7 separate regions of the Mus musculus genome follow, and all the other regions are linked to region 1. The links are chromatin contacts, called in public Hi-C and promoter capture Hi-C maps. All regions are on one chromosome and are shown on one strand. The core of a region is the stretch at or near the end of the contact, and the rest is flanking DNA. Distances in the headings are between cores, read along the strand shown.

Evidence for each region. Promoter capture Hi-C pulls out the DNA fragments that hold promoters and counts their contacts. A called contact is a pair of places that touch in the nucleus more often than the background predicts. Capture Hi-C pulls out chosen DNA fragments and counts their contacts.
Region 2: a contact with region 1 is called in a promoter capture Hi-C map of adipose tissue, with 6 times the contacts expected there. The contact joins the promoter of Dcun1d1 here to the promoter of Fxr1 in region 1. A contact is called at or near these places in 13 of 39 promoter capture datasets (the 3T3-L1 cell line, 3T3-L1-derived adipocytes, cranial neural crest and 8 more), 1 of 115 datasets of contacts at active chromatin or transcription factors (astrocytes) and 3 of 9 other capture datasets (adipose tissue, liver and macrophages).
Region 3: a contact with region 1 is called in a promoter capture Hi-C map of pre-B cells. The contact joins the enhancer-like site here to the promoter of Fxr1 in region 1. A contact is called at or near these places in 4 of 39 promoter capture datasets (the C10 cell line, hippocampal neurons, liver and 1 more) and 1 of 115 datasets of contacts at active chromatin or transcription factors (astrocytes).
Region 4: a promoter capture Hi-C map of liver shows a contact between it and region 1, with 5 times the contacts expected there. The contact joins the promoter of Atp11b here to the promoter of Fxr1 in region 1. A contact is called at or near these places in 12 of 39 promoter capture datasets (the 3T3-L1 cell line, the C10 cell line, cranial neural crest and 7 more), 2 of 484 Hi-C or Micro-C datasets (CD4 T cells and muscle stem cells), 3 of 115 datasets of contacts at active chromatin or transcription factors (astrocytes and embryonic stem cells) and 3 of 9 other capture datasets (adipose tissue, liver and macrophages).
Region 5: a contact with region 1 is called in a promoter capture Hi-C map of pre-B cells, with 4 times the contacts expected there. The contact joins the promoter of Zmat3 here to the promoter of Fxr1 in region 1. A contact is called at or near these places in 2 of 39 promoter capture datasets (liver and pre-B cells).
Region 6: a Hi-C map of CD4 T cells shows a contact between it and region 1, with 6 times the contacts expected there. The contact joins the promoter of Pik3ca here to the promoter of Fxr1 in region 1. A contact is called at or near these places in 5 of 39 promoter capture datasets (3T3-L1-derived adipocytes, liver, neutrophils and 1 more), 1 of 484 Hi-C or Micro-C datasets (CD4 T cells), 1 of 115 datasets of contacts at active chromatin or transcription factors (thymic regulatory T cells) and 1 of 9 other capture datasets (adipose tissue).
Region 7: a contact with region 1 is called in a promoter capture Hi-C map of liver, with 2.1 times the contacts expected there. The contact joins the promoter of Kcnmb3 here to the promoter of Fxr1 in region 1. A contact is called at or near these places in 4 of 39 promoter capture datasets (hippocampal neurons, liver and pre-B cells).

The regions. Positions count from the first base shown.
Region 1 is chr3:34,018,175-34,022,247 of GRCm38.p6, reverse strand. Fxr1 (fragile X mental retardation gene 1, autosomal homolog) reads right to left here and starts at 2,169. Exons shown (of 17, transcript NM_001113188.1): 1 at 2,085-2,169. The coding sequence starts at 2,135.
Region 2 is chr3:35,930,566-35,934,638 of GRCm38.p6, reverse strand. Dcun1d1 (DCN1, defective in cullin neddylation 1, domain containing 1 (S. cerevisiae)) reads left to right here and starts at 1,673. Exons shown (of 7, transcript NM_001205361.1): 1 at 1,673-1,854. The coding sequence starts at 1,852. It overlaps Gm15952 (a long non-coding RNA gene), which reads right to left and starts at 1,561. Exons shown (of 4, transcript XR_880768.3): 1 at 1,472-1,561.
Region 3 is chr3:35,899,239-35,903,311 of GRCm38.p6, reverse strand. The region is part of intron 4 of Dcun1d1 (DCN1, defective in cullin neddylation 1, domain containing 1 (S. cerevisiae)); the gene reads left to right. Among named protein-coding and RNA genes, the nearest start is that of Dcun1d1, 32 kb to the left of the region's middle. Within about 2 kb of position 2,286, at least 26 of the 459 cell types and tissues checked have an H3K27ac peak or open chromatin away from gene starts, as enhancers often do. A contact at or near this core is called in pre-B cells, where this site is marked.
Region 4 is chr3:35,752,282-35,756,354 of GRCm38.p6, reverse strand. Atp11b (ATPase, class VI, type 11B) reads right to left here and starts at 2,292. Exons shown (of 30, transcript NM_029570.4): 1 at 1,945-2,292. The coding sequence starts at 1,971.
Region 5 is chr3:32,363,990-32,368,062 of GRCm38.p6, reverse strand. Zmat3 (zinc finger matrin type 3) reads left to right here and starts at 2,398. Exons shown (of 6, transcript NM_009517.2): 1 at 2,398-2,559. It overlaps 4930429B21Rik (RIKEN cDNA 4930429B21 gene), which reads right to left and starts at 2,574. Exons shown (of 1, transcript NR_027966.1): 1 at 625-2,574.
Region 6 is chr3:32,394,773-32,398,845 of GRCm38.p6, reverse strand. Pik3ca (phosphatidylinositol-4,5-bisphosphate 3-kinase catalytic subunit alpha) reads right to left here and starts at 1,781. Exons shown (of 21, transcript NM_008839.3): 1 at 1,354-1,781.
Region 7 is chr3:32,489,894-32,493,966 of GRCm38.p6, reverse strand. Kcnmb3 (potassium large conductance calcium-activated channel, subfamily M, beta member 3) reads left to right here and starts at 1,998. Exons shown (of 4, transcript NM_001195074.1): 1 at 1,998-2,059. The coding sequence starts at 1,998.

The DNA of each region.
Region 1 (4,073 bases), core at 920-3,419:
GGGTACAGACCTGGAACTATAATAGCTACCCAGGAGGCTAAAAAGGAGGAATGCAAGTTCAAGGCCAGCATGAACTACACAGTGAGTTCAGGACCAGCCTGGACAATTTACTCAGACTATCAAAGAAGGGGGGAAAAAGGCATCAGAGCAGAGCTTTATAGCAAAAACAAATGCCTACCATACTATGTACAAGCCAAGGTCTAGGCTCAATTTTCAATACAACCAAAATCAATTACTAATACTTCAAAGTTCCAACATGGAGATATTTGCTTGTGAAATAACTTTTAAAAAAAAAAAGACACCAAAAGATTGCAAACCAACTTTACAGAAGTCAAACTGATTATGTTGTACTACAGATTGACATAAAATTCAGTCAAAGAAATGGTTCCCTATTATCTACACGATGAAGAATTTGTTGAAACAATCACTTTTCAATGTGCAAGGAAAGCCTGCATAATCTGTGTTACCTAAAATGTGTGCTGAGAATCAGAGATTCCTGAGCCTTTTCCACAGGGTAGGTAGGGAGTGATACACACTAACGAACTTTATCTAGGCAGGAAAAGTAGTCTTAAGTCCAGTCCTTGTGGCCCAGCTCACCTTATCTACAATCTTGCAGAGATGGTAACCACTAGGTTTCAGTAAGAAGTATCTACTCAAATATTGCTTGAATCATTTATGTGACATCATGTTTTAAACCTGGAACACTAACGAAGCCAGTTACACACTAATAGGTGATACTAAAGGCTTTAACACTCACTCTTACTACTTAGTTGGCCACCAGAGATTTTACAATCAAAATTTACAAAACAAAATTTAAAAAAGTATACTTATCATTCTTTGTCAATGAGCTACTGCCTATATTATTACCACGTGACAAATCACCTCCATACAGCTAATAAGCAAGCTAGAAAGGGAAAAGCAAAACACTGAAAAATTAGGAAATCGTTAATACCAAATAAAATCCTCTGGAATAAAGGAGCCATTGAAATGAAAACCTGTGAGAAACCATTTTAAGTACATACAATACTCATGTACTAGAAGAGAGCCTTCATAAAAATAGCCAAGACTCTCAAACATCTGAGATGCTGGCTTGGAGAATGACTGACAGACAACAGCTGAGAAGGTTTTGTGTTGATTTGTTAAGATTCTCGCACACTTTGGGGAGAAAAAAAAATAAGGAGAAGGGGCCGTTACTATGGAAAAACTGTTCAGCCTTCGTGTTCTGCTTGGTGCCCCCTCCCCCTTTTCCAATAGAAGCAAGCGCCTTACAAATTCCTCCACTCTAGAATCCTCCCTCTGTCTCCGAGGCCAGCCTCCACGGCAATGCATGGCCTCTTCTCAAAGGAAACAAAAAGAACCTCGTGGAAGAGGACTTAAAAAGCAAAAACAAAAAACAAAAAACCCACCTTCCCAGGGGCTGGGAAGACACGCGTCCCTCCCACCTGCCGCCTGGCCTCGGGTCACCTTTGAACCCTTCCTTCGGAATTCGCATTTCTCCCGGGCCGAGGGGCGAAGGGGCCGCCCGCTCCCCAGGCCGCGGCCACCAGGGCCCGCCGCCCGTCCGGGTTTCCACGCGGGCGGGCGGGCGCCGTGGGTTCGCAGGGCCCCCGGGGCAGCACAAGCCGGGGTAGGCCGGGGAGTCAGCCATTCATGCCGCGGGCGGGAGGGCGGGCGGGCGGAGAGGAGCCTGGCGGGCCCGGCCGCCGCCGCGGGGTCGCAGTGAGCTGCCCGCCTCAGTCCGTCCCTCAGTCCGCCCGTCCGCGCCCCCCACCCCGCCAGGCCTCGGCGGCGCGCCCGCACCACAGCCCGCCGCTCCAGCCCGCCCGCCCGCCCGCGTCCCGGAGGCCTCGACCCAGGACGCTCCGGGACAGGAGGCAAGCCAGCACCCGCCGCCTTGTTTCCAAACATAACGGAGCCTGGGCCCCGAGACCGTTAAACCGCGCCGAGGGCAGAGGCCAGCAGCACGGCCCAGCTGCCTCCCCCGCCACCACCTGACACCTCTCCTCGGCCCCCGGGGTCCCCGGCGCCCCTTGACCCCGCTCCCAGTGCCCAGCTCCCATCCCCGGCCGCCCCGCGGCCCGTACCTTGTAGAAAGCCCCGTTGGAGCCGCGAACCTCCACCGTCAGCTCCGCCATGTTGGAACCGCAAAGGCTGCTGGGAAGAGATTCTAGAAACTTTCCAACGCGAGGGGAGGAGGGGGGAGGGGCGAGCGTCGCGGGGGAGGGGCGGGCGGGCGGGAGGGCGGGACGCTCCCGGCCCGCTCCCGGGCTCTCCGCTAGCGGCGCCGCTCTGCGCGGGTCCTTGGGCGGCTACCCAGCGGCAGGCCGGTCCGCCCACGCCCACGCCCGCGCGGCCCGCCTCGCGCACAATGAGTGAGGCGGACCCGCCCGGCGCGCCACCCTCGCCCCAGGATCCGCGCGGCCGGCGACGCTCCCTACGGGCTCTTCCCGTCAGGAAGCGCGGCCTGGCGGGCGCTCGGGCTCGGCCAGAGCGCATGGCCGGCCGACACTCTCAGGTTTGCCCTCATGGAGCCTTCCCTCTGGAGCCTCGGGCCGTCCCCTTGAAGAGCCTTTCCCAGGACGAACCCGGGACTCGGGGCTTCCCCCGAGCCTCACGCAGTTCTCAGGCCTCGCCTCGCGCGAAGGCAGCTCACTCACCTGTCACCGACCGAGCACGGTTACCTTAATACGTTATTAAAGGCTCGGGAAACCTAGGCTAATTTTGTGGGGGGATCCTGTTTGAGACACAGTTCTCTACCCCTGGGTGGCCTTGAACCCACAGAACTGCTTCTGCCTCTGGCCATCGGAGTGCTGGCATTACTTTTAAAAAATTTTAAACAATGGGAAAGTGTATTCCTCCCACCCCTGATAGGTTACACGTGGGAAGTTTTGCAAAGAGGATCCAAGAACCTATTGGGTTTTGTGTTGTGTGACTTTACCAGAAACGCCACCAGTTCTAGAAGCTTTGTGGCACTCATACTTAGTTTGATAAGTTAATGCCAACTTCTGAAAGCAAGGCTTTTGGAAATAGTACTTAAAAGAATTCATTTGTATGTGCATCTTTACATAACTTTTCAGCGACGCATGATGTATTTGTCTTTCCTTTATTTGGAGCTCAAATTGACCACCCTGCCTCCCACCTCCAGGTGCCAGTTGGGCTAACAGGCTCAGTTCCCCCACGGTTACCTGTTACTCTGAGACAAGTCTCACTAAGCAGTCCAAGATGGCCTTCGATTTACCTCCCATTCTCTTGTCTTAGCCTCCAGAGTGCTGGCTTTACTGGTGTGAGCTCCTGGCCCCTAGCAACCTGGTTTGTATAAAGTACATTTTCTTTATACAAGATTAGCCCTTTTAAAAATGTACAGTTCAGCGTCTATCACCAGGATCAGTATAAAACATTTTCATCACAAACAACAATAAATAAGTAAAAATAAAAAGCACTTGTGCTTGTTGCTGTTCCCCAATTCTCCTGAATTCCCTGGATTCTAGGAAACTGCCCATGTGTTTTCTATGTAGAGATTTGCCTAGCTCGATCTCACATATGAGTGGGATCGTGATGTGAGAGCTTCTGTGATTGGCTTCTCTCATTTAGAATATTCTTTCAAGATTCATGGTACAGCAGGTATGACTAGGTGTCCATTTTTTGTCACAGTATTACACTGCATAAGCAACCGCACTGTACTGCTGATATGGGTTTATTAGTATGTTTGAGGGTCAGATGCAGAGGACTGAAACAAGGTCCCGGAGCTACACACAGCACTATCTTCTTTAGCCCTTTATTTATTTCTCATTTGAAGGCCCATGCCTGTAATTTTGTGGAGAATACAAGAGGATCAGGAGTCCAAGGTTATCCTCAGCTACAAGTTCCAGGTCAGTCTAGCTATGTGAGACCCTGTCTCAAAACAAACAAACAAAAAACTCCACTGTTAGCTGAGTCAAATTCTCTTTTAGCTGTTAAAAGTAACACTTCTGGGGTAGGTGCCCGGTGTTGTAGTGAACACCATCAATTCGAGTTCTCAGAAGACAAAGGCAAGAGGAACTCTGAATTCAGGGCCAGCCTGGACTACTATATAT
Region 2 (4,073 bases), core at 424-2,923, 1.9 Mb before region 1:
TGGTACCGAAACAGGAGCTGCATTGAGTGGGGGTCATGACAAAGGGAGTGGAAAGATGAGGGAGAGACCTGCCTATGACTCCAGACAGGCTCACGTTAGGAAAGTTCTCGGAGACTTTGAGGAAGAGCCTCCAGTCTGCATTGCAGACAGACACCTCTGGTGTAGAAGGAAAAGTACAGAGAAGATGGGGTGGGAGACATACTTGCCTGCAATCCCAGGCCGCACTGTTGGCTGTTAGCCTGGGCAACATAAAGAAACTCCATCTCAAAAGGGGATGGAGAAAGGAGGGTCCCAATGAGAGATGAACCCTATTAAAGGGCAGGGGAAGAATTCGGGTTTACTCAGATGATGAACTCGGCGAGCTTAGACTAAGGGAGATGGGCAGTTCTGATATTTAGCTTATGTGATGAAAAAGCAGGGGAATGCAGGTTTAGGGATAAGATTTTGGCTTTGTAGAGCTTTGGGGGGGTCTGTGGGATGAGCAGAATTTGTGCTTAGGGCATGCCGCTGCCGAGCTTTAGATAAGATTTTGGACTCACTGGGATATGGGCAGGGTCTAGGAAAAAGGAATATATGAAGAGATTCAGGGATGGTTCTGGAAAGCCCACCACTGAAAAGCCAGAGTTAGCTAGCAAAGAAGAATGGTAAGTGAAGGGGAGACTATAAATAAATCAAGTCATGAAAAATTATGGGAATTCTAGGAGGACGTGTTCAAATTCAGGAGAGAAAGAGGTCAAGTGGAACTAAGAATCACCCCTTGGAGTTGGCACTTAGGAAAAAAAGAGCTTTAAGAAAACCTACAAGCTATTGTTGCAATAGTCTAATGAAGTGTAGCAAGAGACTGAGTCCTCTTCGTTAATATTTTAAGTTGCTAGGCTGAGTTCCTAGAGAATAACCACAAGTGTGATCTAGTTTCACCCTTGCTACTTGGTATTTTCTTAGGGCCTGGCGAGAAGATGCCACATCAGCGCACACACACGCACACGCGCGCGCGCGTACACACACACACTCGCATTGATGGTGTAAAGAATGAATGGGTGACAACAGGTCTGCAGTGCCAAAGATCTGCCTCTGCAGGGCTCTGGGAGCCCCCACCACGTGGCTAGTTCTAAGCAGTAGCAGGAAGCTCCGAGGAGGAGTGACAACAGTTGTTTTAACAGAAACTTTAAGATTGTTAGCTTCTAGGGGTGATCTGGTGGTATTTGCCGGTGGTAAAGGGAGACCCACGTTTGGTGATGAAGATGCGGATGACATATATAAACCTGGGCAATCTTGGACAGCTTTTTCTATGTGCCGTACCTTTGTTTTATTTCCTCTCTCTGCAGGGAGTACTGTATTTCCTTCTCCTTGCAGCACACACTTGTCTTCTGGCCCACAGCTCAGCAGGCAGGCTAGGTCAAGCTTGGCCCGTCCACCAGGCATGACAGTGGCTCTAGGCGCAATAGTCTCCCGGATTCTTCCAAAAACTTACCTGGGAACTCTGACGTGGAGCTATTAGGAGCGCACGGAGGACAGGACGCGGCCGTGACGAGGGCGCCCTGAGTGGGGGCGCAGGCAGGGCCCCGGCGCTTCGTCCTCACTGTGCCCGCGGCCGCCCGCCGCGCGGGTCTCAGCGTGTGTCCGCAGCCCGGGCTGCCGGGTCGCCCGGCCGCTCGTGCCACGGATGCCGGCAGGCCAGGCCGCCCACCCCGGGGCCCGCGCCCTCCGCCTCCCGCGGCCCGGCCGCTCCGCGGGCCGCCGCACTGCGCATGAGCGGGAGCCCGGCGAGCCCGTGAGAGGCGCCGCCGCCGCCGCCGCCGTCCATTCGCTGCGGAGCCGGAGGAGGAGGGGAGAGGTCCGGAGGACACCAACATGGTGAGGAACCGCGGCGCCGTGCCGCCCGGCCCGGGCCCCCGGCCCCGCCGCGCTCCGCTACCGCTGCTCAGCCGGCGCCCAGCTCGGCCCGTCCCTCCCCGGCGCCGCCGCTACGCGAGGGCCCGGCAGCGGAGCGCGGCGGGGCCTAGTCGCCGGAGCGGGGCCGGGCGCGGAGGCGTTGGGGGACGGCCCGCGCCCCATTGTGCGGCCAGGCGGCGCCTGGGCAGCGGGCCTGGCGCTGCCTGGTCCCGGCCGGGCCCCTCGGTGCTGGCGGCCCTGGCGAGCCGGCGTCGGCCTTGCTGGTCCGCGCTGGCGCCAGGCGCCAGGCGCCCGGGAGTTGGGGCGGCTCGGCTGAGGCTCGGTCCCTGCGAGGGGACTGGGAGGCTCCGGGCTGCGGACGGAAGTGCAGCCGGGGGACCCGAGACCTGCTGCCTTCCGAGCGCCTGCTCTATGTGCTTGGGGTGGGAGGAGTAATTGCTTTATTATAGCAGTTAGGGACCATTTGTGATTCTTAAGAAACAGTTTGTCAAGTTGCTCCTCTCCTGGTTTTTGTTTGGGTGAGAAAAAGTCACGGAAGCTGGAAGACGCTGTGGTGAGCTGAGTCCTTTGTCATTAAGTACCTGGCGCTGCTGGTCACTGCTTTTCAGTTTGGAAGTATACAGTCACACCTTGTTGAAGTTCCCGGCTGGCTGCTGGGAGAAGAGTAAAAGTGATGAGGTCCTTCGCTCCGGAGAGCTGAAAGGCTTCTTTGGGGAGGGTGTATGCCCAGTCTTGAGTCGTGGGGGGTTGATTTTCGCTCAGTGACACTTATATGGCCCCAGCCTTGGTGTCATGTGTTGATTATGTGTTTAGGTCCCAACAGAGTCAAGATTTCTCTTCTGTGCTTACGTTCGTAAAACTTTATATTTGTAAGGAAGTTCCGGTTAGTGTTTGGATTGAGAGTACAGTAAAAGTTCAGAGACCCAAGAGAGAGTTTGCAGGTTCTCCTTTAATTATTTGAACAGGCCTTGGATATTACTCCTGAACCCCCAAGAGTTTCCACTCTCTTACTGGGGTGCTTTCAGCAGGCTAAAATAATAGAGTGCGCGTCTCTGATGGACATTCATCACGAGTATGTATGCAGTTTCCCACAGTCCACATCAGACACCTGCCCTCGAACCCAGTGCCTGCCAGTGCTCATTAGGAATATAGGATTCATGCCGTTTCAGTGAGAGCTAGGGTTAGGACTTGTAGCCTTCTGTTCCTTTGGTTAATATTAAATCAGCTCATTTTGGAGCTTAGCCATACGTCATGCAATCGTACTGGTTGTGGTTCCTGGTTGTTAAGATGTCCTTAACTTAAGGCACTTTCTATGCCTTTACTCATTTTCTGTCACATGTACAGTCTAGGTATGATCTTGTTAGTTTAGAAAGTCAATATGGGTCCATAAGAATCTTATAGTAAAAATATTTCATTATAAATTTATAGTTGTTTTCCTAGACGTTATAAAATGGTTTGGTAAGACTGTTAGGAGTTTTGTTTTTGGTATGTGTACCACAACTAATTTCTACAACACAAATTATTGTCCGTTTTAGGAAAGACATAATAATAGATTATCTCACTTATTTTTATAAGGGGGAGGGAAAAAAACCCCACAAGCTACCTACCTCTCATACTCACACAGAGACCAAAAATAGCCCAGGGCTGGGATCAAACCTAGGCAGGGTTTCATGCTTGATAGGCAAGTGTATTTTAAGAAGTATTCAAAACATCTGAGTTTTTCCCCCTTATTTATTAGATGTCAGGACAGGGTTTGTTAACTTCTAAAGTTCTACCATGTTTAATAATTTTATGATTCCAATGATTTTTTTAAATGTGTAAGATATATGCAGATGCTGTAATTTATTAGATTTTTATAAATTACATAAGCCTTTAGACCTACAGTGTCTTAGATCACTTGATATGTTTCCTCCCCCTTTACAGAAGTAGACATTGAGGCTCCAGAAGGTTTGGAGGTTCAGGTTTATAAGATGGTTCAAAAATATAACTATTTTCTCCCAGTCTATCCTTTCTTGGTATTTGTGGTACATATAAATAAGTCTTTAAAAATCTCGTGAACTTTAGAAGAATGGTTGAAAATTGAATTAAAGATTAAATTATAATAAAAAGGAAAATAACTAGTATAGTAACTACGTTAAGTAGCAGAATTAAAAATAATGGGTTGCTAATTACTGCCTTAA
Region 3 (4,073 bases), core at 1,037-3,536, 1.9 Mb before region 1:
AGTTATGAGTTGAAATTTTTGAGCACTATTTTTAATGTATCTGTTGGCCATTTGTATTTCTTCTTTTAAGAAATATGTATTCAGACCAATGCCCCCACCACCACCCAGTTTTGTTTTGTTTTGTTTTGTTTTGTTTTTTTCCGTTTTGGAATGTTTTGTTGCTATTGACTTGAGTTCTCTATTTAGTTTTGTAATTAGGTTTTGGTCAGATAACCAGTTTACAAGTGTTTTCACTCTCATTCTGCAATGATGCTAAAGTTTCATGGTTTGAATTCTGCTTTAGCCTTTTGTGTTTTTTTTGAGGTCTCATCCAAAAGATCAATGTCTATGCCAGTGTTTTCAATTATTTGTTTGTGTGTGTGTGTGTAAGAGAGAGAGCGAGCGAGCACAGGTGCATGCATGCCATGGTGAGCAGGCAGTCAGAGGACAACTTCAAGGAGTTAGTTCTTACATCTACATTTGGGGCTTTGAACTCAGGCTGTCAGGCTTATACAGCAAATGCTTTACCTCGCCCAGGATGTAGTATTTTTGTTCAAGACTGCTTTGGCTATTCTGATTTTATTGGTTTTTTTGGGGGGGTTTGTGGTCCTGGGGTTGAACTTGGTTCTTGTACAGGCTAGACAGTGGTGTACCACTGAGTTGAGTCTTTATCCTCTTATTCAGGGTATGCTTCTACATGAATATTAAGGTTGGTTTCCTAGTTCTTTGAAAAATGTCATTGAGTCTATACATTATTTGGTGTCTTGTGATATTTTGAGCAACATTAATTCTTCTAGTGCAAAAACACAGATGATCTTTTCATGTTTTTGTTTCAGTTTCATCATTGTCGAGACCTCTCTCTCCTATGGTTAACATTAGTGACTTAGTTGTATGATCTGTGAGTAGGGTTATTTTTCTGATTTCTTTCTCAACAACTTTATTATTATTCTTTAAAATGTAGCTCACAGCTTCACTGAATCACCATTTTCATCAATTCAAATAGACTTTGGTGATGTCTCTTTCAGAAGATGTTGGTTTTGAGTACAGCAACCAGTCGTAGTAGGTTACAGAGTTTATGTGTTCTGCATGGACACAGACCTTCAGGATGGAGGCAGCATGCAGCATCAAGAAGGACTGAAACCAAGAGTCAGGCATGAGTGCATGGAGGATTCTAGTTAAGGGTGGGCTGGGTGATAGCATGATGATGAATTGACAGAACTAGATGGTGCAGTGTGTTCATAGGCCCCATGCTATGTGCACACAGGCAGAAGTGTAATTTGGAAGTAGTTTCTGTGATTTAAGGTACCAGACTGCTCTTACTGGAAAATGACACTAGATATTAGAGTCCTTTGGGATCAGCTAAAAGTCACAGAGTACAAGGCAACTGAGGCACATATTCTTATGTGTGAAACCTAGCCAACAAAACACATGTGAACACACACACATACATGTGTATACACACACACTTATACATACACATACACACATACACGCACATGTGCATGCATGCATATACACTCTCGTGTGCGCGCACACACACACAGATTCAGTATAGAAAAGAGGAAGGCAAAGGCTAAATATACAGTGTGAGAAAAGAGGGCAGGTGATGGACACGAGTTATGAAAGGGATCATAATCATTTTTAGTTCTAACTGTGTCATGGATTTTTAATTTTTGGTGATAGATAAGTACATAAAATTATATTCATCAATTACAGTGTAAAATCCAGTGTGAAGCTCTACAGCTTCAGAATAGGTAAGTCTAAATGCATAGGAGTGTGTTGAGGTGTCTAGACTTCGGGTCGGCTTCATTTTTGGTGTGATTTTTTTTTTTAAATAAATATTAAAGCTATAAAAATACTCCAGCTGTAAAGAAAAAAAAAAAAAAAAAAAAAAAAACGAAATTTGCAGGTAAATGGATAGAACTAGAAAAGATTATCCTGAGTAAAGTAACCCAGACTCAGAAAGACTACTTACTGCTGTGTTTTTCTCTTGTTTGTGAATCTTAGCTTCTAACCTTACACTGTAGTAAAAAATTAGAATCAACCTAATTGTCCATCAACAAATGAATGGGTAATGAAGATTCAGTGGGGGGGGAGGAGGGGAGAGACAGAGAGAGAGAAAGAGAGAGACTGTTGAAAAGAAAAATAGAATCAAAATGTACTGAAAATGATGCCGTTAGGATTATTATGCAAGGGCATACACCCTCAGGGGAAAACCTTAAAGCCCCGCATGTTCTAGAAGACACGGTTGTGCAGCAGATGCCTTGAACTGTGGCTTCTGTATGCTTTCCACCTCCTCTTCAGCAGTGTCCCCTGAGACTTGGGGGTTCTGGTCTCTTGTGGCTGTATCAGGCACAGCAGCACCCCACATCAGTAGCTCTCTACATTTTTTTTTGATCAGTTGTGACTGTCAGTAATGGTCTCTCTGACTGCTACAAAAAGAAACTTCTTTAATTGCTGTGTGTGAGAGAGAGCTACACTCATATGTAAAGATAAGTTTTTAAAATGCAGTTAGGAATCACTCAAGTTTATGGCTCTTCTCTAAGATCCGTGACCTCACCAACCACAGATGGCTAAGTTGACAGTATCAGGCATGATTTCTGTGTAGTAGGTGAGCCACAAGTCTACTCAGACTGCTGTCAGTTACTCTCAAGATAGAAGCACCACTATTGCACCTGTAGAGACAGCATGCCACGCTCTCCTTGTGATTCATACACATCACAGCTGGGCAAGAGGATTGATTCCTCTCTCCCTATGCAGTCTGTGTATTATCTTCTAACTGAAATACTGGGCCTCAAAGAGGTGGCTTCCATGTCAAATCCAGCTTGAGTCTTCCAAGTCGTGTACCCACAGTATTGCTGTCTTGAGCCCTGGGGACTGACCTTCAGCCTCCTGGAGAAGGCCACAGGCAGTGGCTTACATCATTTGGGAGTCGTAGATGCCTCTGACGAGCAGTTCCAAAAGAAGGTTTCTCATGCCTGCCTGCTGCTGGGATTTTTGTTAGACAATGTTTGGCTCTTGACAGGAGACATTATCACTCCAAGTAGCATAACTTAAACTGTGTCTGTGCATGTACATATAGACATATATAATGTGGAATTTTAAGTAAATATAAAACAATATGGTTCCCCATGACTATTTCAAGTATCTTAGTTATTCATCCCTCCTCCCTCTGCTTCCTTCTCTGCTCTCCCTCCTCCCTCTCCAGTTAGAGCCCCTCCCCCTTTATCATGTTTCTCTTTCACATAACCTGTATCCTGTGGTGACTCTTTCTAAAGCTTCTTTCCACCCCACCATTCCTTTTTTCTTTCCTGGTCTATGCAATTACTCCAAATTACATACTTCGATCTGAAGATTTGGTGCTATGAACTGTAGATTTGAGAGAGACTACATTATGCTTACTGTGATGGTTTATATGCTTGGCCCAGGTAGTGGCACTATTAGGATGTGTGGCCCCGTTGGAGTAGGTGTGTCACTGTGGGCATGGGCTTTAAGACCCTCACCCAATCTGCCTGGAAGACAGTATTCTAGCAGCCTTTATCTGAAAGATGTAGGACTCTCACCTCCTACTATACCATGATGCTGCACCTGGATGCTGCCATGTTCCCATCTTGATGATAATGAACTGAACCTCTGAACCTGTAAGCCAGCCCCAATTAAATGTTGTCCTTGTAAAAGTTGCCTTGGTCATTGTGTCTGTGCACAGCAGTAAAACCCTAACTAAGACACTTTCCTTTCTGGTTCTGGATTACTTTATACTTACACCACCCCCACCCCCACACATGTTCCATCCATTTACTTACAAATTTTATGATTTATTTTTTCTTTATAATTTTCCATAGTGTTTATGTACATTTTCATTACCCATTCATCAGGTGAAGACATTTTGGTTGTTTCCATTTCTTCACTGTTGTGAACAGAACAATGAATCGAGCTGAGCAAGTATCTTTGGAGTAGGATGTTGAAACCTGTCCTAGACAGTGTTCTGTTGCCATGACGAAACACCATGACCACAGCAACTGTTATGCAGGAAAACATTAAATTGTGCGTTGCTTACAGTTTCAGAGGTGTAGTTGAGTGTGTGCCTAGTGGGA
Region 4 (4,073 bases), core at 1,043-3,542, 1.7 Mb before region 1:
ATTTCCAAAACAACCTGTCCCTATGATTTATTGATTTACCCAAATTTTCCCTTTTATGAATTTTACAATTAACATAATGCTGGTGACTAAACCCAGTGAGCAAAATAATAATAAAATTTGCATTATTTGTATATAAAATTTGTATAATTTGAATAATCCAAGATAGAATTTTTTAACTGAATTCTTGGAGTAGCAACTAGAAAGGCTGTTTATTACTGAGCTAGTACAACATACTTCGTTCCTTTGTACACACTGTCCTTAATTTGTATTTAAGTGATTACACAAACTTAGTCAGCAATTCAAAGTCCTGCTTTGGCACAAGGGTTTTTGTTTTTGTTTTTTTAAAGATTTATTTATTTTTATTTAGATGAGTACACTGTAGCTGTCTTCAGACACACCAGAAGAGTGCATCAGACCCCATTACAGATGGTCTGTGAGCTACCATGTGATTGCTGGGAATTGAACTCAGGACCTCTGGAAGAGTCAGTGCTCTTAACTCACTGAGCCATCTCTCCAGCCCTGGCACAAGTTCTTAAAGACTTGATTATCTTAAAAGTAAAACCAGTGACAGACAACTAAATATCAGAGATAGTATTTTTTTTTTTTAAAATGGAAAGCAACTTGTTCAACTTGTTAGTCAGGGCCATGAGACAGCTGACTTAAAAATGACCACACAGCTTCTGGTTTATCCCTTTCAGCCGTAAACATAAAGCCATTTCTCACAACATTACCAGATTTCTATCTGGAAGATAGGAATGATCACATAGAAAGATTTTATTCAAGCTAACAAAAAAGTACCTCACACTGAGAGACTGTCTTAACATACTGGGAAAGGCTTGAAAAAACAGCCTTAAAAACTATTTTCTCACCCAAAACATCAGATAAAAAGGTGTTAAATCTTTTGTTTACTTGACGCCTGAGAAGTCAAAAGCAGATCAGATTTGTAATAATTAACTTCCTTACTGTACTGGCTTGCCACAAGAAAGCAAGTGTGGATTAAATGACATCATTAGCTTGGATTCCCAATAAAGCTGGAATACTTCAATTTGCAACAGTTAGCTAAAAATAAAGACCTACCATTTGTATGAGGGAGTGGCAGGCGGTTCTAGTTTTATTTATAAGATTTCTTTATTTAAGAATGATGCTTACTGTAAAATAAACAGGAGACTGACTGAAATACATACTTTTTAGTTTTCACCTGAAAAACTGTTCTACCACAAGAAAAAAGAATGAAGATTTTGGTCTCAAAACAGGACATTTCTGTTTCTCTAAGATTTATCACTGCCTTGAAACCTCGTAGAAAAAAAATACTGCAATTGGTACAATTTCAAAATTAAACAGCATATAGATTAGCATTCCTAGAACTGAAGTGATGTCTGCCTTAACTGTCATTGTCGCCTTGGCGTTGTTATTTTCTGGGCTGCAAGTGCCAAGGGACATGAGAGATTTTCGTCTGTGAATGATTTCTGAGAAAGGTGACGCTTTTTAGACACTTAAGTCACTCTAGGGTTTTCTTTTTCTTTTTCCAGGTAATACAGTAATGTTCAAAAGTTAAACCACTGGCTCCTAACCCGTGCGTTCTAACCGCCTTGAGGGGTGGGTGACACACAAGAGATGCACAGAGAAGTTGCACCGGTCTGCGGTGAAGACCTTTCCGGCGCGCCTTCCTCCTAGGCCCAGGGCGAGCTTCCGCCGGGAGGCCGAGGAGGACCCAGACCTCCTCCGGAGCCCGCACGAGCCTAGTTCGGAGTCCGGGGGAGCCGCCTGACCCGCGCCCCGCGCCGCTACCTCCGCCACCTCGGGGCCCGCGCGGCTCGCGACCCTCAGCGGCCGCAAGCTGCAGTGCATCCCCGCGCTGTGCGGAGCCCGGGCCGAGAGAGAGCCGCGCGCCCCCGCCGCGGCCTAGCCCTCGCCGCCCCGCCGCGCCACCCAGCCCTCACTTACCAGCTGCTGCCGGACCCAGCGCCACATGCCCCCGCCGTCGCCGACGCCGTCGTGGCCCGCCGGACGCGGGACCGAGCGGCAGCAGGTGGAAGAGGACTCCGAGTGTGACCGGAGCAGGCGAGCCCCTCGGGCTTAAGTTCTGCTCTCTGCTGTCCCCGCTTTTCTACCCGAGTCGGGTCCCCATCCCGCCACCCCGGCCCGGAGGTCCTACAGGCGCGGCCTGGCTGCCAACCGCGCCCGGCGCAGCACTACTCCCCGCTGAGCCGCCGCCACCTTCATCTCTGACCGTTGTCACCCGAAGCACCGCCGCCCCCACGGCGCCGCCCCGCCCTCGCCCGCCATGGGCCCGCCCCCACGGCGCCGCCCCGCCCTCGCCCTCCATGGTCCCGCCCCCAAGCCCTGTGCCCCTCCCTCACCTGCTCTGGACCCGCCCGCTTCTTTACCTCTCGGAGGCCCACCCTTCCGTGTTTCCGCGCGGGTTTGCCCGCCCCTTTCCGGGGCGGTTTGTCGCGAAAACGTGAGCGCTGTCAGGCTCGCCGGCTCTGTGGGCCTTTTTCGAGTTTTTGTATCTTGGCCGGCTAGGCTGTAGCAACTCCTCGAAGAGGAGTTGGCTCTGCCCTGTCACAGATCTTCCCCCTCCCCCACCAACCCCCCCCCCCATCCACCCCAACATTCGGATCCACACCAGCAAATGTATGTGACCAAAAGGTCTGTGCCCAGACCATTAAATTATCAAAGACTTACATTTGGAGAGGGAGATGATTATGATCAAACTAAATTGTACAAAATTCTTATAGACTTGGTAAAAAAAATTTTTTTAATTGTCAAAGGCATTTAATTGCTTCACACATAACTCAGCGAGTAACCAAAGTGGACTAATATTGGGGAAAGTTTGAGATTTCTCTGTGAGAGTCCAGCCTGCACCTCAATTTCTGGAGCTATTGCTGAGTTCCTATCCTGATGAATTAAGCTGGAAAGGCTAAGGGGAGAGACTTTCCTCGGAAAGCTAATTGCTAAGCATGCAATGAAAACTACCTCCAAAGTAGCGTGACCTCTCTAACAAGGGTGTGGATAACTTTTAAGAAGGCCCATACAAGCAACTGGAACAAGTTTATACTGTCTAAAAGCAGCCACCTGTTCGTCTTCGTCGTACTCTCTTTTTCCTGAATTAAAACACGTCACCATCAGACATTTGTAATTTGAAAAGTAACATTCTGCAAAAACCTAAATCTAAGCTACGGTGATTAGACAAATCTGTCTTTTGGTTTCAGTAGTCATGTCTTAGTTAATCCAGCATTGCAATTAGAGTCTTTCAGTTATCTATGGCCTATAAAATCTGCAATGGAGCCCTTTAATCCCTTTTTAATCCCTGCACTCGGGAGACACAGGCAGGCAGATTTCTGAGTTCGAGACCGGCCTGGTCTACAAAGTGAGTTCCAGGACAGCCAGGGCTATACAGTGAAACCCTGTCTCGGGGGGGGGGGGGGGGGACCTGCAATAATTTTTTTTTAATATTATAAATTACCCAAATTTAGGACAGATATTTAAAAAGAAAAAGGAACCTTCGTTTTGCTCTTATGCCCGACCCTTACTCTGTGACACCAGCATAAAGTTACTGGAATGCTTTTAGAGAAAACAAAATGTTACTTCCGTTCTAAGGCAGTGTCCCAGAACCCACTGCGTCAAGCTCTACCCGATACTCTAATTGGGTCTCTGAAGTACGTATTATCCCGATTGTGCAGATGGAGAAGCTCAAGTTAAATAATTCGGCAAAACTGTGATTTGGATTATGGATAATCGGACAGTAGAACCTGTGTTCTTAAGCTATATTCCTAAACAAACTTACTTCTCACATCTCGTTTCTCAGTGACTTGGTTACAAAGTAGGCCTGGAAATGTTTTATTTATATGCCACCAAAATTTGTCAAGAAAACCTGTAAAACAGCAACCTAGAGGATGCATTACATATCATTGAACTGGCTTCCAAATTTCTAAAGGTGGAAGTGGACAGGGGGTGGGGAATTAGGAAGGAGTTGATTCGAGGTGTTATGAGGCAATGTGGCAAAAAGCAGCTCAAATATGTGAAGACCATATGAAAGTCCAAACTGTCAGGAACAAAAATAGCAACAG
Region 5 (4,073 bases), core at 1,149-3,648, 1.7 Mb after region 1:
TTATTAAGGTTACTAGTCCTCTATGCAGGATGCAGGCCTGCTGTGGAGGTCAGAGGACAGTTTTGGGGAGTCGCTTCTCACCTTCCACCTTGCAGCATCCCTTGTTTCTCCTACTGTGGTGCATACCCCAGCCCAGCTGGTCTGAGAATTTGTGGGGGGTTCTCCTGTTTCTGCTCTGCATCTCACCACAGGGATGCTAGGATTACTGAAGCAAGTCACTGCACCTGGTTTATATTATATTATGCAGGGACTGGGGCTACCAGGCTCAGTGGCTAAGTACTTTATCTACAGCCATCTTGCTGGCCCCAGATTGCATTCTTTTTTGGAATGACTCATTGTGCCAGATGCCTATTAAAGCAGAGATGGCTGCACTGGCTTAAGGTTTAGTGACAAAAGTGGCTTTGGCCATTGGAATCTGTGTGAATGGGCCATAGCACATCAGTGCCACAATGTTACATTCCACTATCGATTTTGATCCTCTCATGTGCTTCAAGTCCCATAGAGGTATGCCTTCTGTCAACAGACCAGCAACACACAATCACAAAAGTAGGTTTCAGCCACAAGTCAGTGAGATTTGTTTTTGTCCTTTAGTAAAGGTGGTGAATATGACCGGTTTCTTTTTCTTTCATTTATTTTATTTTAAAAATTTATTTATTTATTTATTTGAGGGGGGCTACTGAATCTCATAAGACCCAGTGATTCACAAAAAAAGCTCTAATTTGTGGGGCCATTTTCTCTGTCATGAGATTTACATTTCTATGAAACAAGTATCTTGGGATTACTTGCTTTTTCCTGGGCCAGAGAAGGAAATGCCTGAGCTGTTTGAAGTAAGTTGTAGGATCAGGGGCAGCAAATTTGGAACATCGAGTGTATGTATGTGTATGAGCTAGCGGGTAAGGCCCCTACTTTCAGCTTTTAGATTTTATTCCAACATGCAAATACACATAAAACTATAAAATATAAACGGAAGACTCCAAGACCTGTCTCTTTCTGCACTCAGGGAGTTTAAGGTAGTAGTATATGTAATAAAGTCCCATGTGAGGAATGGAGATTGTTATCATGCAGTGGCCCGAGAGGCCATGGAAGTTGCTTGTAGGAGAGGCTGCAGGGGGCAAGGATGGACAGGGAGAAAGGCATTTAACACCAAGGACAGGCTGTGTAAGATCACAGAGGTAACGCTAGACTATGGGCCTGTGATGGATAGTACAGACTGTCAATAGGAGTGTTTCTGGATTAGAAACCGAGGAGGGAAGACTCACCCTGAGTGTGGGCGGCTTCGTGGATGGAAAGCAATCGAGCAGCTCCTCCCGGTTTCCTGACTATGGACATTTGTGACCAGCTGCCCCACTTTTGCTCTCATGGCTTCCCTGCTGTGATGGACTGTACCCTCAAACTGCGAGCCAAAATTAATTTTCTTCCGTTGCCTTTGCCAGCCATTTTATAAGACGGGACATGTGGGTGAAAACGAGGATGAGGGTTGTCAGATGGGAAAGGCCAGCCAGGGCCCAGCATGGTCCCAGCTAACAAGAGTGAATGGCAAAGTTCTGACAAAGGGCTGAGAAATGCGTTTCTACCCCGCTGCTTTTAAAACAATGAAGCCATTTGGTATTTTCACATATACAGCACGTGCACTGAACTCATCTGTGCGGTGGATTACTCTTCCCGATGGCGGGTGCACACTGGTCTAGTCTGCTGAACAGTCCTCGAATTCGCGAAGCCCGCCCGTACCTGGTTGTTGGCGCATGCTCCAGTCATAGCCTTGCATTCCCGTGTAAATAGGCAGTCTATTAGGCTGAGTTGAGGCTCACCATATTTAGATCTTGGCATTTTAGTTTATGGTTTACACAATAACCACACACAATGTGAAAGTACTTGATGCTGCGAAACCATACTCTGCCGGTAATATGGAAAATTCGTGTCATGTTATCCAAGGAGAAACCCCTAGCCACTATACAAGTATTCACATGCAGAAGGTACAAGCCGGCAGAACAAGCTAGGGCTGCAATCCATCCCAGCGCCTCTCTTGAAGGTATCCCGGGGACTTCTGCAGTCCTTCGGGTCCTGCCGGTGAGCGGGCTCCTTTCCAATGTCTTTGGGCGGAGGCGCAAGGAGTGCAGTTTCCAGGTCTCAGAGGAGAACCTCCGCCCTCCTACCAGGCTCTGCCAAGCTTCTGCCCTCATCGCTTTCAGGGTAGGCTGGGGCAGCTCCGAGGAGCCATCAGGGCCAGGGTAGGGTACCCTTTCGAGTCGCTGTTCCGCACCTGCTCGGCGTCCCGGGTCTGCGGGAGCAGCCGCTTGTCCGTGCACATGCGCAGTAGCGCTGCCGGGAGCCCTGCCTCCTCCTCCTCCTCCTCCTCCTCCTCCGCCGCCGCCGCCGCCGCCGCCTCCCGGTTCCGCAGTCACTTCCTGCAGCTGTTTCCCGGTGGCTCCGCTCCGACCGACTTTTGACAATCAGCCTCCAGCAGCGGAGCGGCCGGTCGGCGGCGGCGAGCGCAGAAAGTGGTCTTGGAGCGGGCAGCGGCGCGCGGGGTGGCGGGGCGGCTGCGGCCTGCCGGTTCCGGTGAGTGCGGTCCTCGAGTCCGCTCGGTTGCGTCCGTGTGCGCGTGTCAGCCTCGCCCGCGGCGTCCAGCGGGCCACCGATCCCGATCCCGCAGCCATTCGCACAGCCGCCTCGGCGACTCGGTGCTCCCGGCCGGCATCCTCGCAGGACCCGAATGCGTGTGAGCTTGCCCAGCCCGGGAATGGCACACGCGGGGGCGATGCTGCAGGGGCGCAGTTTTGAGTCCTAGATGCTGAGCCTGGGTCGCCAAGGCCTCCTCCCCTTCTAAGCTTTCTTCTGTGATGTAAAACAGCCTGCCAGGGCTGTTTTTCTGCCTGCCACGTTTTGGTGACCTCTGAGTAAGGTTTTCTCTTGTCTTCTCTTCTCCGGAATACCCAGGGGTAGCCTTCCTTACTTTACCCGGACGCCAGGAACCTGTTCCTGGATTCTCTTCTTTGCCCTGGGTCTGTTTCTGCTCAGGGGAGGCTGTTGTTTGCAGTACAGCCGGTGAGGAGTAGGCCCCAGCCCAACCGTGGAAACGTGTGCTGTGGTCATTCATTTCCCTCAGACCGGTACATGGTGGAGCTGTGATTTTCTTTAGTGTCTCTGAGCTCCCTTCCAAATTAGGACATCAAGCGCTGTGCATCCTTCGTGTCTGCCATCGCACACGTCCAATCGGATGGATTTTGAGATCTGAGAAGTATTTTTATAACAGCTTCTAAATTAGTCTCTTAAATTAATGCAGCAGTTTGAACGGATCCGAGCATGTTTTTGAGTCTGTATTTCAGCTTGTGTATTCACTGAAGCTTAGCTTTGGTTTTATTTATTTTTAGAGTTATTTATTTATTTATTTTTACCCAAATGTAATACCTGTTGTGATTGTCACCTATAGACTTTTGGGGGAGGGCTTTTTTTTTTAACCTTATGTTGATTATTAAATCTAACAGTATTTTTGAGGTCTCTATTCTTTCTTTGAACATTATGAACATAAAATGTAATAATAGGTAAACCTGCACTGTAAACACCCCCACCCCACCCGGCCGGCCAGTGTTTTGCTTTGAAATAAGGCCTTTTTGTGCCTCTGCTGGGAGGAGGGCCTTGTTTCTGCAGGACTGCTGCATGATTCTGGGGCCACGCATGCTGGGGTTTCATCAGGTGGGAGTAAGCATGTGAGAAACAAGCCCAGGCATGTCTTGGGAGCATGCTGATTCGGTTCTCTATGTATATTGCTGATTTTCTATATCCAGATGTTTTGATATCCTGCCCTGTCCTTTCTCTATGATCTAACAGAGAATCTGGATGACAAGTTAGGGTCAGAATGACATGGTCCGTTCTATCTAAGTAGTTAATCTATTTAAAAAGATGATTTCATTACCCTGCCTCCAATATCCCTAATCATCTTTGCTCTTTGAATGTCTTAGTTGGGAGACATAATATTGTTTCAGAGAAACTTACTGTTTAAATGTATCAGATCTGTATCACTTTCCTTTGTGTTTCCAGAGATACGGGTAGTTGATTATTATCCTTTTCTAGCC
Region 6 (4,073 bases), core at 532-3,031, 1.6 Mb after region 1:
ACTGCTCTACTTAGCTCCCTGTACTCAATGACCTGTCTTTATCTACAGGCATCTTACTTGAAAGTTTAAAAACCTTAGATAAGCTCAATGTTTTTGTATCTGTGTATTCATCTTTCAACTCCTTCCACTTGAGCAGGCTTGCTTTCAAGCATTATACTCTGTCACCAATAAAATAGCAACATTTGTTCCTTATTTCCCTTCTGATGATTTTACTATTCTGATGTGGTAACATTTGCTTCAATCACTCGTTCTGCAATTTTTTTTAAATGTGTACTTGCCTATTTTGCTTATTTTGAAAAATGAACGATTTAAAAAAAAATATGGATGACTACATATTTCCTATTGTCTCCCTTTAAAAAGTCCCACAACACGAGGTGGAAAAAAACAAAAAAACAAAAAAAAAACCCAAAACCCTAAGTCAACAAAACCCAAACCCAAAAAACAAAACCAAACACCAAACCAACAGTACCCTTTCAGATAATTTTGACAGATACTGCAGAACAGTTAATCTGGTAATTAAAAATTTCCAGAACACGTGATGTTTATTTATACCGTGATCTACGCTGTCAACCAGAACCCGACGCTTTAGTTTGAAACAAAAATACCTTACAACTTGAATTCACAGACACGGTGGTAGATTCTTGGATTGCAGTTGCAGTGGGAGCCCACTAATCAAAACACCGTGTTTTGATTTGTCCAAATTAATTTAGCAACACAGTATCTTTTATTTTTATTTTTCTTGGCCCAGGACTTTTCTTACAACGCATCATTAAACACAAGAGATTCGACATCACACGATGTCAACAAATACCAAGAGAGGCTAGCTTCCAATATGGTCTAAAGTGATTCAAAAGTTGCAGTGGCAACGGCCAGACCGGAGCTACCTGGGCTCTATCTACCCAAGCCGGTTTCCCCAGGGTCCCGCGAGCCCACGCCCCGCGTGTGCACAAAGGCGCAGTGGAGGCACGAGCTTTGGGCTGCAGTCTACTCTGTCCCCCACAGACGCAGGCTGCACAAGCCCTCCGCTGGTCTTCCATCTACCCACGTAGAGCGGAGGCTGACACCGTCCGCGAGCGGCAGAAGAGGCCGCACGGTCCCTGGATCGCAGGGGAGGCACGGAGAAGACGAGCGCCCGCGAGCCGACACCCGGCTCCGGAAAGGAAGGCCCGGCGAGAGTGAGGGCGGCGGGGCTCGCCAACACCCGACCCCGGGGCGTGCGGCCCTGCGTGCCCTTCCCGGCCTCGCTGCGATCGCGCGATGGAGGAGGACCGGGCGGAGGCCGGGTACGAGGAGAGGGGCCGGGAGCCCGCCCGCCCGCCCGCCCGGAGCCCGCCCTCCCTGCCATCTACTCACGCTCCGGCTTCTCTAGGCTGCGCGGCTCCCGCCGCATCGGGTCCCGGCCCCGCGGGCGGCGGCGGCGGCGGCGCCGAGGGAGAGGACAGCGGGCGGCGCGGCGCCCGCCTCCCGGGCCCTCTCCCCCGCCGCTGCGGAGCGGCCCGGCCGGGCCCGAGCGCTGCCTCGCCGGCCGCCCCAGCCCCAGCCTCGGCCGCCGCGGCACCGGAACTGCCGCTCGCTCGAACGCTCTCTCCGCTCGGCGCCGGCCCCGCCGCACGCCCCCACCCCCGGCTCCGCTCGCCGGCGCCCGGGCTCTTTTTCCTTTTGTTTCCAGAATAAACTTTATTGGTCTCTCTTTCCGCTCACATCGTGTAAACAAACAACGAACTCTTCCCCACCCCCTCGGCTCCCCCCTCCTGGGGCAGAGGAGGGTGAGAGCTGAGGAGGGGCCGAACTTGCAACGCCCCGGAAACAGGGCTGCAAAGACCGGAAGTGAGGCGGAGAAGAGGCCGGGCAATGGGCAAGTTCGGGAACAGTGACTCACTGCGCCTGCGTCCTGCTCTTCCGCCCCGAGTGGCAGTGCGAGTCAGCGCTGCAGTCGTAGCTCAGGCGGTGGTGTCATCCTGGGACGGCGGACGTGTCAAACCTATTAGCTTCTTCCAGCGGCAGTCTGTCTTGGGAGAAGCAGACAGGAAAGTCGGGAGCGAGGGATGCCCAAAGAGGAAACGAAAGGAGGGCAAGATGAAGGGTGGCTCTCCCAAATTGGATGCGGATTTCAGGAAGAAGTCTTTTGCAAACACTGGTTTAAATTGTAACCCACTCCGATAGCCCTCTGCAGTCTTTAGAGGTCTTTGGCTATGTCCAGTCTGTTTTCCTTGTATCCCAGCTATAGAAGCTGTGTTACTTTTTCATTTTTGAGGCTTCAAAATAGTTATGCTGGCTTTAAGTACGATTCAACGTGGTGAGGTACTGCCTAAGGTTTTGGTTGCAAGGAATGAGATATGTTGACTTTTAAACGATGCAACCCCAGTAATCCCACCACTCAGGAGGCTGCCGGATCTCTGAATTCCTGAGTTCGAGGCCAGCCTGGTCGAGAGGCGGGGGCGGCAACAGACGGACAGACAGACAGTCGGTATCCTGCGTTTCTCTCCTTACGGGTCTTTTATCATATTGAAAAAGCCTAAGGTCCAGAATCGAAGTCAGAGCCAAGTCCGGCAGCCTAGTGCCCCCTGGAATTTTTAAAGTGTAGAGGACAGGAAATACACTCAAAACTGCCACGCGTCCTCAACCTCGTCTTAAGGATTCATTCCTCTGTGTTTTACTGGACTGTCTGTATTTCCTGTTTTCTTTCTTTTCCACCCTAAGGCCTCGTTTTAATCTCACATTCCAGGGAATCTGAGTTTTAAAATATTTAACTAGTCGTGTCCGGCAGTTTCAGAACACCCTTATCCCCGGTCGAGGAGTTAAATAACCTTGAATTTCATAGTTAATCTTAGGTCCTAAAAGCATCATTACTTAAATTGTGCTTCCTGTGTGATATTAATAGATAATACTTGGTCAGGGAATTTTATGCTGGGAATAGTTTGCTTTCTAATTTTTTTTTTTTTTTTTTTTTTTTTTTTTTGGTTTTTCGAGACAGGGTTTCTCTGTGTAGCCCTGGCTGTCCTGGAACTCACTTTGTAGACCAGGCTGGCCTCGAACTCAGAAATCCGTCTGCCTCTGCCTCCCGAGTGCTGGGGTTAAAACCACGCCCAGCTGGGTTTTTTGGGTTTGTTTGTTTGTTTGTTTGTTTTTTAAGCTAGGGGCCAAACTGGGGACTTTGTGTATGCTAGCAAGTCCCCTACTACAGAATTACAGCCTTGAATTCTTTCTGCAGTATTGCTAAATGTTTAAAGTATGTTACACATCTGTGGGATAGAATCATTAAAATACTGAAAGAAAAATGCTTTAGAGGAAAAGAAAAGTTACTTATTATTATATTATTAGACTGTGAAGCAAGCAAACCAAAATGCATCAGAATTAAATAATTTCACCATAATTCTTCCTTTATTAGAATTAACTTATTTACTTATGTATTGAGACAGGATCTAGACATGAGCCCATGGGTTGGCCTCTGTCTCAGCACAGTCTTCCTGCTTCATCAGACCAAGTACTGAGATTACAGGTGTGAAACATCACAACTGGTTAATACCATCCTAAGCATTTTGAGGCCGAGATGTCCACAATAAAGCTATTGTTTCATGCCAAATCACTAAAATTATGACCATAGTTATTTGTTTCTAGGTTGGGTTTTTTTTTGTTGTTGTTGTTTTTTGTTTGTTTTTTTTTTTTTTTTTTGACGCAATGTCTTAGTAGCTCCTGCTGGCCTTGAACATTCTGTACTTCTGTGGATGAATTTGAAATGGTGGTCCTTTGGCTTCTGCCTTCCAAGTATGGGGTTAGAGGCATGTACAATTATTCTCCTGCCTTCGGATTTACTACCATTGCTGGGGTGATGATTCACAATGATTATGAATTTCACTGGATCAAGAAACACCTATGGAAACTGCTGAGACTCACCTCTGGGTGTGTCTGGTGGCATTTCCCAAGACAGGTAGATCAGGAAGGCTCTGAAAAAAAAATCAATGGATTAATCCTTTGATGGATTCATAGTATAATGGCAGTGTTGGGAGGTGGTGGTAGGGAAGTGGTGGGATTCAGGGCCCAGGGGGAGGAAGTAGATCAGGGAGGTTAGGGGA
Region 7 (4,073 bases), core at 749-3,248, 1.5 Mb after region 1:
ATAAGAGAAATGTCTTTATCTTTGAAGCGACACTACTCTGCAGGCCAACAGAAGACAAGCATCGGTGATTTCAGACTCACCACCGGTAGCCATGGCTACCATGGTAAAGATGGGAAGGTTGACTACAAACTAGTTAATAACTGAGGAGGAGCAAGGCAGAGTGGAGCTGCAAGAACAGGAGACCGGAGAAAAAGGCTGCCTGAGACAAAAGTATGAGAGGGGCTGGAGAAATGGCTCTGTGTTTAAGAGAACCAAGGTTCACTTCCCACTACCCATAGCCACACCATCTGACATGCCAGTTAGTTCTGGATCTGATTCTCTTTTCTGGCCTCTGCGGGCACTATTCATGCCTGTAAACATGTAGGCAAAACAGTCATACACATTAAATGAACAAATTAATTCATTACAAATGATGAGATATGCTCTTTCTCTCTCTCTCTCTCTCCCTGGTGGATATGGCTCAAGATGCGAGTGCTCAATTGTTCCTTCACTGTGTTATCATGGACTCTAACTCTCTGAAGCTGCAAGCCCAGTTAAACACTTCCTTGTAGAAGTTGCCTTGGTCATGGTGCTTTATCACGGCAGCAGAAAAGAAATGCATACAGTTAGAATTCTTCAGTTGTAAGAATAGAATTCATAGGAGGTTATACAGCTGGCCCTGCTCAAGCTGCTTTCACTGGGTCAGCTGGTCTCCTGTAGCCTGTCTGGACGCAGCAGGCAAAACTAGGAAAGGGCAAACCGAAAGGTTCACACGTAGCCCCTCACTTCTGTCCTATTCTCCAACTGCCACACTCCCTATAGAAAGTCCGTAGGTTCCTCCCGTCCTTGCGAGCACCTCTTCCCCACAGGAGAGGGTTCACCCTTCGATGTTTTGAAAGAAGTAGTATCCATTTTCTGTTGAGGTCAGTCTGGACATTTGCTGCCTCCTGTGTCTTTAATCTGCTTCAGAAATCTAACAAATATACTGTGATAAATCAACATGACCCAAAACAACCTGGGGAGAAAGGGCTTATTTGTACTGTATACACTTGGACACCACAGTTCATCACCGAGGGAAGCCAGGGCAGGAACTCAAACAGGACAGGGACCTGGACACAGGAAGGGGCCTTGGCGGAGTGTGGCTTACTTGTTCGCCTCCATGGCTTAGCCGACCTGCTTTTTTTTTTAGCACCTAGTGCTACCTCCCTGAGCTCTGACCCTCTTGCCTTTGCCTTCTGAGTGGAAACTATTGTGCCAGCTGTAAATCTAATTTTAAAAATTAAACGAATTAATATTATGATTGCCAGGTGTGTGTGTGCATGACCTGTTTGTGCGCTTGTGTGGAATTCGAAGGACAGTTTGGTAGACTTGGCTCTTTCACCTTCCACCTTCACTGGTGTCTGGGCATGGAGCTCAGGTCACCAGGCTTGGCCAGATGACCTTTTACCCACTGAGTCACCTCACAGGTTTGTAAAGCTATTCTTTTATTCAGAACAATTTTATTCAGAAAAGGCTACTATATTAAGCCTGTACCCAAACATAATATTTTGAAAAAAGAAGGGAATGTGTCTGGGACAGAACATTTCCTCTTCTTACACGTTGTGTATTGGGTATGTCTGTCCCCAATTACAGAGTCCCTGGGGCCTCAGAACTTTCCACAGTCCTATTGGTCTCTATGACAATGCACCTGGTGAATTCAGAGGAAACACAGGTGTCAGGTGGAACAGGCGCCAGGCAATGCTGGGGGAGTGTTGTTGGCTACAGAACCACCTAGGTACTCCATGAGCAACTATACCTGAACGTTGCTTTGCAGCCAGGCTGCCTGAGTTCCCACCTCTCTAGGAAACTTCTAGAGGACCCCGCCAGCTCTGGATGCAGCAGGGGTCCTGGTGTCTGTGGCTAGGCAGGGAATTGGCAACTCCCTCTGGGACTCCACTTCCGATGATGCTTAAGCCTCCTGCGCTCTAAAAGGGCACAACTCAGGCGGGGAGCATCCGATCCAGACATCTCCTGGCCTCATGCAGCCCTTCAGCATCCCTGTCCAAATCACGCTACAGGGTGGCCGGAGGCGCCAAGGGAGGTAAGTTCCCCACCTGAATCTCCCATCAGTGTGCCTCCTGCTAATCAAGGCCAGTGTGGCTACAATGCGGCATGCTGAAAGCTGAGTTTGGTAGGTGCTTTGAGGAGGCCAGCTTGCAATGCCTCCCAGGTACCCCTACCACCCACCTCTACCCCACCCCCACCTTTGGTTGCTGTTTTGAGACAGGCTGTCATGTAGCCCAGGCTGGCCTCAAGTTCTCTATATTGTTAAGAATGATCCTCCTGCCTCCTGATCTCCAGTGCTGGGATTCCAGGTGTGGACCACTCTCTACCTGGGTACACAGGTGACACAGGTGGTGTGGGCTATGGATCCCAGCACTGAAAGCAGTGCTCAGCAATATATCTCTTGTACGAAAGAACAAAGAAATGACACCAGCCTTTGGTCTTGTTGGTGAAGCCTTAATGGTCCAGACCAAGATTCAGGTTCCAGCTCCCCACCGAGGCAGCTGCATGACTCTGGGTCTTTGCCCCTCATCTTATCTTGAAATAGAGATACTTGTCTTTGTGTGCTCTAGCACGGTGGTGCCTTCCTGGAACTCTCTAAACTAGACAGGCCTGCATATATTATGTACATTCTAGCTTTATTATTATTATTATTATTATTATTATTATTATTATTATTAAGACAGCATCTCACATAGCCTGGGCTGACTGCAAACATGCTCTGTACCTGATGCTGACTTTGAACTGCTCTTTCTGCCTCCACCTCTCAAGTGTAGAGATTACTGGTATTAACCACCCAACTATACTGAGTAAGTGGGAAGTGAAAAAGATTATTTTAGGACCCTTCTCCCCAAGGGTATGCAAAGCAGAAGAATTTTGAAGTTCAGAGGAGTGGGGCCTTGAACTCCTGTGTGAGAGTTGGGGCAGCAGGACAGTCAGAAATGGGCAGAGGAGAGCCATACCAGGCTTTTGAAATATGATATTAGAAATGTTCTGGTACATTCTTGGGAAGAGGACACCTTGAAGCCAAGCTCTCCCACTATAGAAAACTTGGGTGGCTCTTAGCAATATAAGCAGAACTGGGAGCTGGGTACTCATTAACCTCCAGCTTTAACTACTCTACTGGGTATTTGGTTTAGGGCATGAAGGAGAGGCATTGGATGGGTTGGGCGTGGGTTCCAGGCTGGTAGAAGGGTCAGACCACAAAGTAGAGAGGCTCGCCCAGCTATGAGCTAATGCCTTTATGAGCAGGCAATTACAGCAAGTCGCTTCGTGGCAGGAGACAGAATAGCAACCAAGCCAGCGAGTGAACGTGAAGATGCTCCTCATGACACAAGCAAGGTGGAAGACAGTCCAGTCTGCCCCCAACGCATCCCTATGCTCACTTCCCTTCCTGACATGCAGAGGTGGATAGCTTCTTATTGCTCCCACCCTGCACTTGGTGGTGGCTTTTTATCAACCTCACTTGCTGTTTCACAAAAAGTTGCTAAGCAATTTTGTATTTTTTTTTAAAAAAGCAAATACCCAGAAAGATTCAGGCAATGACAAAAACCTTTCAGCTGAAACAAACTTCAGGGAGGTAGTAGTTGAATGCGCATGCCCAGCGTCACAAACGCATGGGGATCCTCATTAGGTGAATTGTGACGCGTGGCTGAGCTACCTCGAGTTCTTGCTCAGTTCAGATGTTAAAGGGCAAGGCTGCTGGTTTCTGTCCGGATCACACCCAGGCAAGCTATGGAGCTAGAGCTAGACTGTTCACGCTGTTAGCAACTCAGTTTGCCTCAGCCTGAGAAGGTGGCATGGGAGCCTCAGCTGTGCTCTGATTTGATTGGAAAGTCATCCTCTGCAGGGAGAACTCTGCAGGGAAGACTGGGCAGGGAGGACTGGGCAGGGAGGACTGGGCAGGGAGGACTGAGCAGGGAGGACTGGGCAGGGAGGACTGAGCAGGGAGGACTGGGCAGGGAGGACTGGGCAGGGAGGATTGGGCAGGGAGGACTGCGCAGGGAGGACTGCGCAGGGAGGACTGCGCAGGGAGGACTGGGCAGGGAGGA